Regions from separate parts of the Mus musculus genome. Here region 2 is linked to region 1. Evidence: chromatin contacts called from public Hi-C data. All regions are on one chromosome and are shown on one strand. Each heading gives the region's core, a stretch centred on a gene start, on an enhancer-like site or on the middle of the called end of the contact. The rest is flanking DNA. Distances are from core to core; before and after follow the strand shown. Region 1 overlaps Ephb1 (Eph receptor B1). Region 2 overlaps Ky (kyphoscoliosis peptidase).

Region 1 (4,053 bases), core at 485-2,984:
AACCCTTCTGGGATGCTGTACAGCCTGAGCATCCAGTGTAGTAAGGGGCGACTGTCCATGGACATCTGATGCATGAGGTATACTTGGATGGGCACTGCCTGTGTGTTAACTACTGTTCTCACTGTGTGCTAACTACTGTTTCTGCTGTGCTCAGCTCTAGAGAGCAAGTCATTGACCAGACACACTTGAGGCTGAAGGGAAATCCAGACAGACCACAGTAGAGGGCTAAAGCAGTCCAGCTTAGCTGAGGCCAGGGATTCTGCAGAAGCGGTAAGGGTGAGAAAGCAATCAAGGAAGTTTGGCTTGTCCTGCACACACATACACTGACTTTCTGTGTTCATGTGATAAGTGTCAAAGCTGTCACCCAAACACATCACTCCTTAGGCCATGGTGAATTTCTTTTCCACCCATCATGCTAAATACCAGATCTCACCGCATAGCACTGGTCTGTGCCTGGACAGGGAATCACTCCACAATCCCTGAAACTAAAAGAACCAGACAATAGAAGCTATACCAAGGGGCATCAGACACTGCCTTCCTTCCTCCCAAGATCCATGCTTCAGCTGTAGCCAAACTTTTATATTGAACACTCTTACATTCAAATCACTGATATCTCTGGTGGAGTTCAGCAAGAATGCCTGGTACGTGTATAAATGGTTAATCTACAGGATGAGGGAGAAGCAACACTAAGCAGCAGAGTGCATTTTATCTGGCTGCCTCTCCAGGGCTGAGAGAAATAAAGGCCACCTGGCCCAGACCTCCCTCCCCCAGCGCATGCCCAACTTTCTGCAAGGAAGACAGTCCTGATTTCCCCTGCGGATTCTGGCAGGCTTCTGTGGTGGGAGATGTCCTTAGCTCAAATGCCAGAAACATGACAAATACCTGGAGGGCAGGCTTAGGCTGCCCTGCAAGGGATGCTCTGTCCTCACAATCCCCCAGAACACAGATGCACTCACTGGCTGTAGCAATATGGTAGCATGGCAGAGAAGAGAGGTGGAAATCATCTGACGAACCAGTAACTGCCAAACACAGAAATGTCAGTGGGTGGTAGCTCACTGTGTCCTTGAAGGAGAGGTTGTTGCCACATCTTGAGATAGACCAACTTCTCCAAAGGGAAAGAGCTTTCGCTTTTTCAAAATACTTGAGTTGGGTCAGGGAGATAGCTCAGTCGGTAAAATGCTTGCCTCGCAACCACGAGGACCGGGGTTTGATTCCCAGAAACAATATAAAGAAGGCCAGATATGTTGGCCTGCACTTGTAATCCCAATGCTAGACAAGGGCATATGCCTGGGGCTCATGGTCAGCCAGCCCAAACTACTTGGTGGGCTTGTGGCCAATAACAGACCCCACCTCAAAACAGTGTGGACAACTCCTGAGTTAAGGTAAGAGAGGACAGGATGGGTGTCAGTGTGTGTGTGTGTGTCAGAGAGAGAAAGAGAGAGAGAGAGAGAGAGAGAGAGAGAGAGAGAGAGAGAGAGAGAGATGCTCATGTGAGAACTTATCAGCATTAGTGTGCAAAACTAGGAGACAGAGGCGACTAGGTGGAGAAAGTCCTTAAGTAAAGGGACTTGAGGCTTGCTTATCTTTTGTGTGTGTTTGTTGCAGAGGGTGAGGGATGGAGGTGTAGTTCTGAATTTCAAAGAGCTGGTTTGGGAGTCTGGGAGTGTCCTCCTCTGCCAAGTCTGGAGCAGACCCCAGGGGCTGTCAGCAGCAGCTGTTGACTGCTCCCTCTCGCATGTAAAGTGGCCGTGCCAGCCCCGCTGGCGGGCAGCCTCAAGCCCTTCTGCCACCTTGTACTGTTGGGCCTCACTGAACATGGAGCTCGGCCTGTCATCACCACTCCCTCCATCTCAGCAGGTGGCTGGGCCTTCCAGAAGAGCCACCCTGGGCAAGGAAGTGACAACTTGTCATGGCCAGCTCTTCTTGGTTGAGAAGCCAGGGGCACACTGACCTCTGGGGGCAGAACAAAGGGAAACACAGAGTCAGGGGAGCAAGGGGTTGTGTCTTCCCACCCAAGGATTTTAAATTTCTCCTCTGTCTGTTTATTTGTTTGTTTGTTTGTTTTTGTTTTTGTACCACACAGGTGGTGGTGTCTTCTCAAGCTCAATGGTAATTACAGTGCCGGTCACGATTACTTAACTTATCTCTGGTTGTATGACAGGAAATCTATTAGGTTAGAGGATGCTGACCAGCCCCATGAGGGGACAGAACAGGAAGTTGATGACATTGCAGCAGGCAAGGCATTCACAAGCCAGGTAGGTCTTGCTGCTAGAAGAGGAAATCTGGACCTGAAGCTAAGGCCAGTCCATCCACATGTCTGCAAAGTGTCGTAAGGGTCCCTTACTTTCCAATGTAGGTATTAAGAAAGGGCACAGAGAAACAGTGACTTTCTCTGCTGGGTGTTAGGTAACATAAAAGAGAATTCTTAGCATGCTGAAGAATACGGAGGTTCAGTAGGAAGGAATCAACATCCTTGTGGACAGAGAAAGGCTGAAGAGACCCTTGCTTCTGGACCAGGCTTTGCACAGCATCCTGTATCACTTCCCCCAGAGATGCTGAGGGTACGGGTCTGCACACTGCAGGCAATGATATATTACTCCTGCTCATCTTTGCTGTGATCAAATGCCTGACAGAAACAAGTTCCCAGAGGAATCCTTTATTTGGGCTTGCAGTTTCAGAGGTGGTAATCCATCTTGGTGTGAGGGGCGGAGCTGAACAACTCTTATCATGGCTGGCAAGAAACAGAAAGGCACACAGGAAAAGGCCAGGGTTAAAAACAACTTCCAGGGACCAACTTCCTCCAACTAGATCCCACAGAACAGACCTCTATGCAGTACCCATTCTGTCCCCAGCCGGGTACAGGGGACATAGCAGTAATGAGACTCAGCTCCTACCTCAAGAAGAAAAGTTTATCTCTGCAGCCACCCAGTCAATACATTTTTTTTGTCATGGTGAGGACAGATACAGCACACAGCCTTCTGCTCTCACCCACTCTATGAAGAAGGGCGGCTTTCCAAGGCCAAGCACTGGTCTCAGGACTCAGCCCCCTGCTGAGCACTCATCTTAGAGGAGCTTCCACGTGACTGGCATGGTCATGATGTCTCTCTCCACCAGATTCTGTGAGAGAAAGTCTCTGTGGGATCACACGGGAATCCAGGCACTAAAGAATACTGACCGTAGTGACCACAGACTTAGTCACAAAATGCTCCAATCATGGTGCAGGCATCTCTTAAAGTTTGAAAATGATAGGCTTATGACTAAGAGTGTCACACAGTGGGTCTGAATTTCATAAGCCTACTGCTCCAAAAGGTTTATGTTATAGAAAATACATCGGAATTTTAATGGGCCATGCATATAACCTATTGATCATGCTATTGTTATCATTAAAGAAAGATCTACTAAGAGTTAGGAGTTGGACTATGTCACCCACAAGAAGATACACCCATCTTCTAACCTGTTATTGTGTCACTTGGATTCTGGAGGATATAATCAAGAAAAGATGAGGTCATCTTGTATTGGAATCTGGCCCTAAATGTAATGCTGGCTTCTTTATAAGAAGGTCGTGTCAGAAAGGGGTAAGCATCCTCTGAAGACCTGAGGCAGAGGTGCAAGTGGGGGTTCTGCATGACAGACAGGTCACTTCTAGGAATAAGAAAGAAAAGACATTCTGCTCTCTGGCCTTAAAGTGAAGCATGGTCTTAAGGAAAGAGGAACCTCTGGCTTATAGCCTCCAGAACTGAGAAACTGAATTTCTGGTCTTTAAAGCCAGATTACAGACCCCAAAATCAACTGACAGGGACTCACAGGAACTCGAAGAGATCAGGGAGCCTGCTGGGATTAGATCTAGGTCCTCTACATATATGTCATGACTGAAGAGCTTGGTGTTCTTGTGGGAATACTAACAGTGGGAGCAGGGGCTATCCCCAATTCTTTTGCCTATTTGTGGGACCCCTTTCCTCAGACTGGGTTCCCTCCTCCAGTTTTGATGTGAGGGCATGTGCCTTGTCTTATTATAGCTGTTATGCTGTGTTTGGTTGACATCCCCCTGCTATT
Region 2 (4,053 bases), core at 792-3,291, 610 kb after region 1:
CCACTTCTAGGCCTCTGCTTCAGTCCCCTCTGCCTCAATCTCCCTGCTGTGTCACAGGCACTGAGGAATTTGTGCCGCCAAAGGCTCACTCAATGTGGCTGTGGAAGAAGAGACAGAGGCCAGGGCCCTCTAGAAGAAAAAGGTGCTATGTAAATCCAAGGTATTGTGAAACGTACACCCCTGCCTGTGCCTGCTCTTGTGTTAGGACTTTGTTGCTGTAGAGCTGAATGGGAAAGCGGAGGTGTTGCGGGTGCTGAAAGCTTTCCCCACGATGCCTGCCTGGTGCTTGAGGCTGAATCTATGAGAAAGGTGTGCTCCCCCTGCAAGTAACATGGTGTTTCTCCCCACTACTTCTGGACCCCAGGGAATGTCGGGCCTGCCCATCTTCCACATTCCTAGTGCTCCTATTAGCTACTTCATGCTCTTCAAGAGCTTGCAAAGGGGGTGGGTGTAGAAAGCAAACCAGCTGACCCTCAGCCAACTGGAGGCTGCTGTCTCCTGATGCCTAGCATCTCTGAGATGTGCTAAGGGCAGGAAAGCAGCCGTGTGCACATTCGGATGTCCTGGCTGGGGACCAGGGATGGAGTGGGTTTGCAGGTCCAGCAACCCACATGGAAGGGTGAAGACCCCGATTCTATGTGCCTACCAGAGTTTAGCTGAGGGCCTGGAGATTGCCCCACCCCACCCCCCACCAGCCATCCTCAGGAGCCTCAAATGCCTACATAGCCCACTGGTAGCCTGGCTGATGACCTGGGCCCTGGGCAAGCAGATTAGCCCCAGCAGTTATCAGATACCAGGGATAGTGTCTGATAACAAGATGTTGCTCCTTCCTTACAAGCCAAACCAAGCTGAGGGGACCACCACCTGCCCCCTAGAGAAAGTGTTGGTCTCTGTCTCTGAGGAAAGCCCTATCATAGCCATTTTCCCTCCTGTCTTTCTCTGAGATGACAACCCCTGCCCTGAGTTCAACCTTCCTTCCATTGGGAACAGTTGAGGGCCTCTTACTTGCTCCGGCCTGTCCTAAAAAGCCTGAGCTGCCTAGCTGGCCCTCAGCAGCACCTGAGGCTGGTGTTTCCATGGCAACAGCTGAGGGGGGAAAAGCAGGCTGCTGCAAACAGGGAAGGCCTGAGGAGAGCCCCCCGACAAGAGGTTCCTGCAGTAGCATCCCAGTGCACAGATGTGCTCCAGGAGGGTCCCTACCAAATTTCAGGGTTCTAGGACTCTGCTCACTGTGCCTGTCTCAGGACCACCCCCCCCCCCAATCCCTCACTGCTCTCTAAGGAATGTCCTCAGGCTCAGCTGCCGCCAGAGCCAGCCTGGGATACTCACAGCCTCTACAGTCAAGTCTTTCCTCAGTAAGAGCCCATCAGACTCCTTCGATAAGTGGCTGACCCCTCATGCTAGATCCTGGGACTATAGAGGTGAACACAAAGGACTCAGCCATAGGCACCCGCATCTCTGGGTGGGCAGTCTGCCAAGTGGAACCTATCTGAAGACCTAGGAGCCCAGAACTTCAGCTCTTCATTCCCTTCTGCCCCTTTCCCACAGGTCCCCACTGCTACCCACCTGATACCACATAGCCCCCCTCCACCAGACTGGGTAGCCTCACTTGTGATTAGCATGGCTGCTAGGGGCTGAGCTGCCTTGGCTCATGTCCAGGGTCCTCTGGCAGTCTCAGCCCATCAGCATCTTGTCACTCACGCCTGGAAAACGCACCAAAGTGGGGTGGGGTGGGGTGGGAGGTGGCGTTGTCTCCACTACAAGAAGACGGTGGAGTTTGCACTGCCTGGAAACAGCCTTTCCTCACCCCTTTTATTTTATGAGCAGTAAGAACTGTGCTATGTTTTAACGAAATAGTAAGTGCTTCGGCGGTCCCTGCCACTCGCTAGACACAGCCGCGACAGCCACTGCTAGCCCTGCAGAAAATGATCCCCATGTTTTTTTCAAAACAGCATAATTAATCTATTCTGGAGCTTGTGGAGGATGCTACCCCACAAAACAGGAGCTGTCCTCAGCACCAGAGACCCAGACCGAGCCTCTCCCAGCGGCCCGGGTCAACCACACGCTCCGCCCTCCTCATATAACCAGGTAGTCCCTTTGTCAAGGCAACTGTAGGTGCACTCGGAAAAACGCCTGCGTTTCTTTTTACTGAAGCAAAGATACACGAAACCGAATCCAATCTTCATGAATTTTTACACGCATGCTGCTCAGCCTGAAAATTTGGAGGCTGCGTTTTGAAGGCTTTTTATTCAAATCCCCCTCTTTGTCTGCTGGTCCACGAGTCTCATTGGCCGATCAAATGGCACGAGCGCCCCCTGGTGGATCACGTGCGAAGTTGCCACCGCTGCAAACCCCCAAGCTGGCTCTTTTTATGATGTTTGTTAAAAATCACTAGGTGCTTTCTCGTCCCTTGCGGACAAGTTATGCTGTCTACGGCATCCACATCGTGGATAGTTATCCTCGTGGTTGATATGCCAATGTCAGCGTTGTCTTGCAGACTGTCAGAAGAGCCTGGGGAGACTTCCCTGGCCTGGCGTGGTGAGAAGATAGGATGGGATTAAGAATTGAGCATCTTGCCCAGAAAGCTTTTCCTGAGACAGAAACCCTGGGCACAGGAATGCCTGTCTGGGGTCGCTGTGATCACACTCATTACTATGGCAATGACAGGCTGAAACTGATCAAACTCAGCGTTTTGCCAGGCAGGCCCCAGGATGGGCGCCAGGGTGCAGAAGGATGGGGCGTGGTGAGGCAAAAGGGTGCAATTAAGCTCTTTCAGCTTGCTTCAAAAGTGCCACCAGCTCAGCTGGACTGTTCTCTGTCTGATTGTGAATATTTTGAGTTCTCCATATGTTACATTGTCCCACGAGGACGGACTCCTCCCGGCCCACAGAGATTAAAGAGACGTAAATAGATTAACTGAAGCATGAAGGATTTGAGCTAGATATAAAGAACCATTTCCTGTTGTGAAGCAGGAGGGACACGTTGCCAATAAACTCTCGGCGAAATTCTCAAAGGACTTGAAAAGGAGAAAAGTTCCCGCAGTGGTCCGGCATTTTCTTTGCCGTGCTTACTGAAGCGGTTGGGTTCTCCCTCCGCTAACTCGTAACTCTTAAACAGTACTGGTTGGCCGGCAGTAAACACCAGGTTAATGGTGTGACCATATAGCTCACTGTTGTGGGATTTCAAAGGCCGTTTATCTGAGGTCTGCCATTTCCTTTCATCTGGAGTAAGTAAAGCCGCAGAGGTGACTATTTCTCCCCGTGTGTGCTGAGTAGTGTGGGCCACTGGCTGTTAAAGATGCTGTCCTCACATTGTTGCTGGGGTTCTTTTTCAATAAAATTTATATTCATTTTTATCCAACAATGTAATTATCGATCCATCCTTATCGCTGCTCTTACAAGGAGAAAAAAAAAAAAAAACAACCAAGGGGGGAGGGCAACACTTTCATGTTCAAAGGATGCTTTTAAAAAAAAGAAAAGATCAATGTCCCCGCCATTTGAACGTGATGGGGAGATGCAAATGGGGTGTTGGGCAAATAGCGATTCCACATTAAAGAAAACATAATTAGGTCAGCCCCGGCCCTCCGAGGCTCACGTGCCTTTGAAGAATCCGAAGACCACGCTTCCTTCATTGAATCTTGTTTAACTTGAACATTTTAAAGTCAGCCCAAATTTCTTTTTAGAGTGGGAGAAGAAAAACGTGCCAAAATTTTTCCTGTCAACCTACTTTTGGGGTGCTGAATATATGCTATACGTTTCTTGATATTCACGCACACACTCGAAACTTTCCAGGTTGCCTAAACTGATTACTCGTAAATTAGACATTTAGAGGACTGGAGGAAAAAAGAAAAAAATGAAAATCTAGACACCTCTGAGAAGCTGCTGTAACCATGGAGACCATTCTCATAGCTGTAGTGTGAAGGGCAAAAAGATTTGTGTTCCCAAATCTGAGCTTATCGCATCCCTCATTGCCAGACACAAAAACCCGAGATGTGTTACACTTCATCCTTGGGGTGGGGGTTCACAGAGGAATGCAATCCACGGGTAAGGGAAG

The links. Hi-C and Micro-C count contacts between places; a contact is called where the count stands out from the background.
Region 2: a Hi-C map of cerebellum shows a contact between it and region 1, with 3 times the contacts expected there. The contact joins two enhancer-like sites. A contact is called at or near these places in 4 of 39 promoter capture datasets (embryonic stem cells, hippocampal neurons, liver and 1 more), 4 of 484 Hi-C or Micro-C datasets (cerebellum, cerebral cortex, palatal mesenchyme and 1 more) and 1 of 115 datasets of contacts at active chromatin or transcription factors (differentiating embryonic stem cells).

Annotation. Positions count from the first base shown.
Region 1 is chr9:101,937,442-101,941,494 of GRCm38.p6, forward strand. All of the region lies in intron 12 of Ephb1 (Eph receptor B1), which reads right to left. Among named protein-coding and RNA genes, the nearest start is that of Gm31326, 45 kb to the right of the region's middle. Within about 2 kb of position 1,735, at least 11 of the 459 cell types and tissues checked have an H3K27ac peak or open chromatin away from gene starts, as enhancers often do. A contact at or near this core is called in cerebellum and cerebral cortex, where this site is marked.
Region 2 is chr9:102,542,885-102,546,937 of GRCm38.p6, forward strand. Ky (kyphoscoliosis peptidase) reads left to right here. Exons shown (of 11, transcript NM_024291.3): 11 at 1-3,355. Among named protein-coding and RNA genes, the nearest start is that of Gm29387, 14 kb to the right of the region's middle. Within about 2 kb of position 2,042, at least 90 of the 459 cell types and tissues checked have an H3K27ac peak or open chromatin away from gene starts, as enhancers often do. A contact at or near this core is called in cerebellum and cerebral cortex, where this site is marked.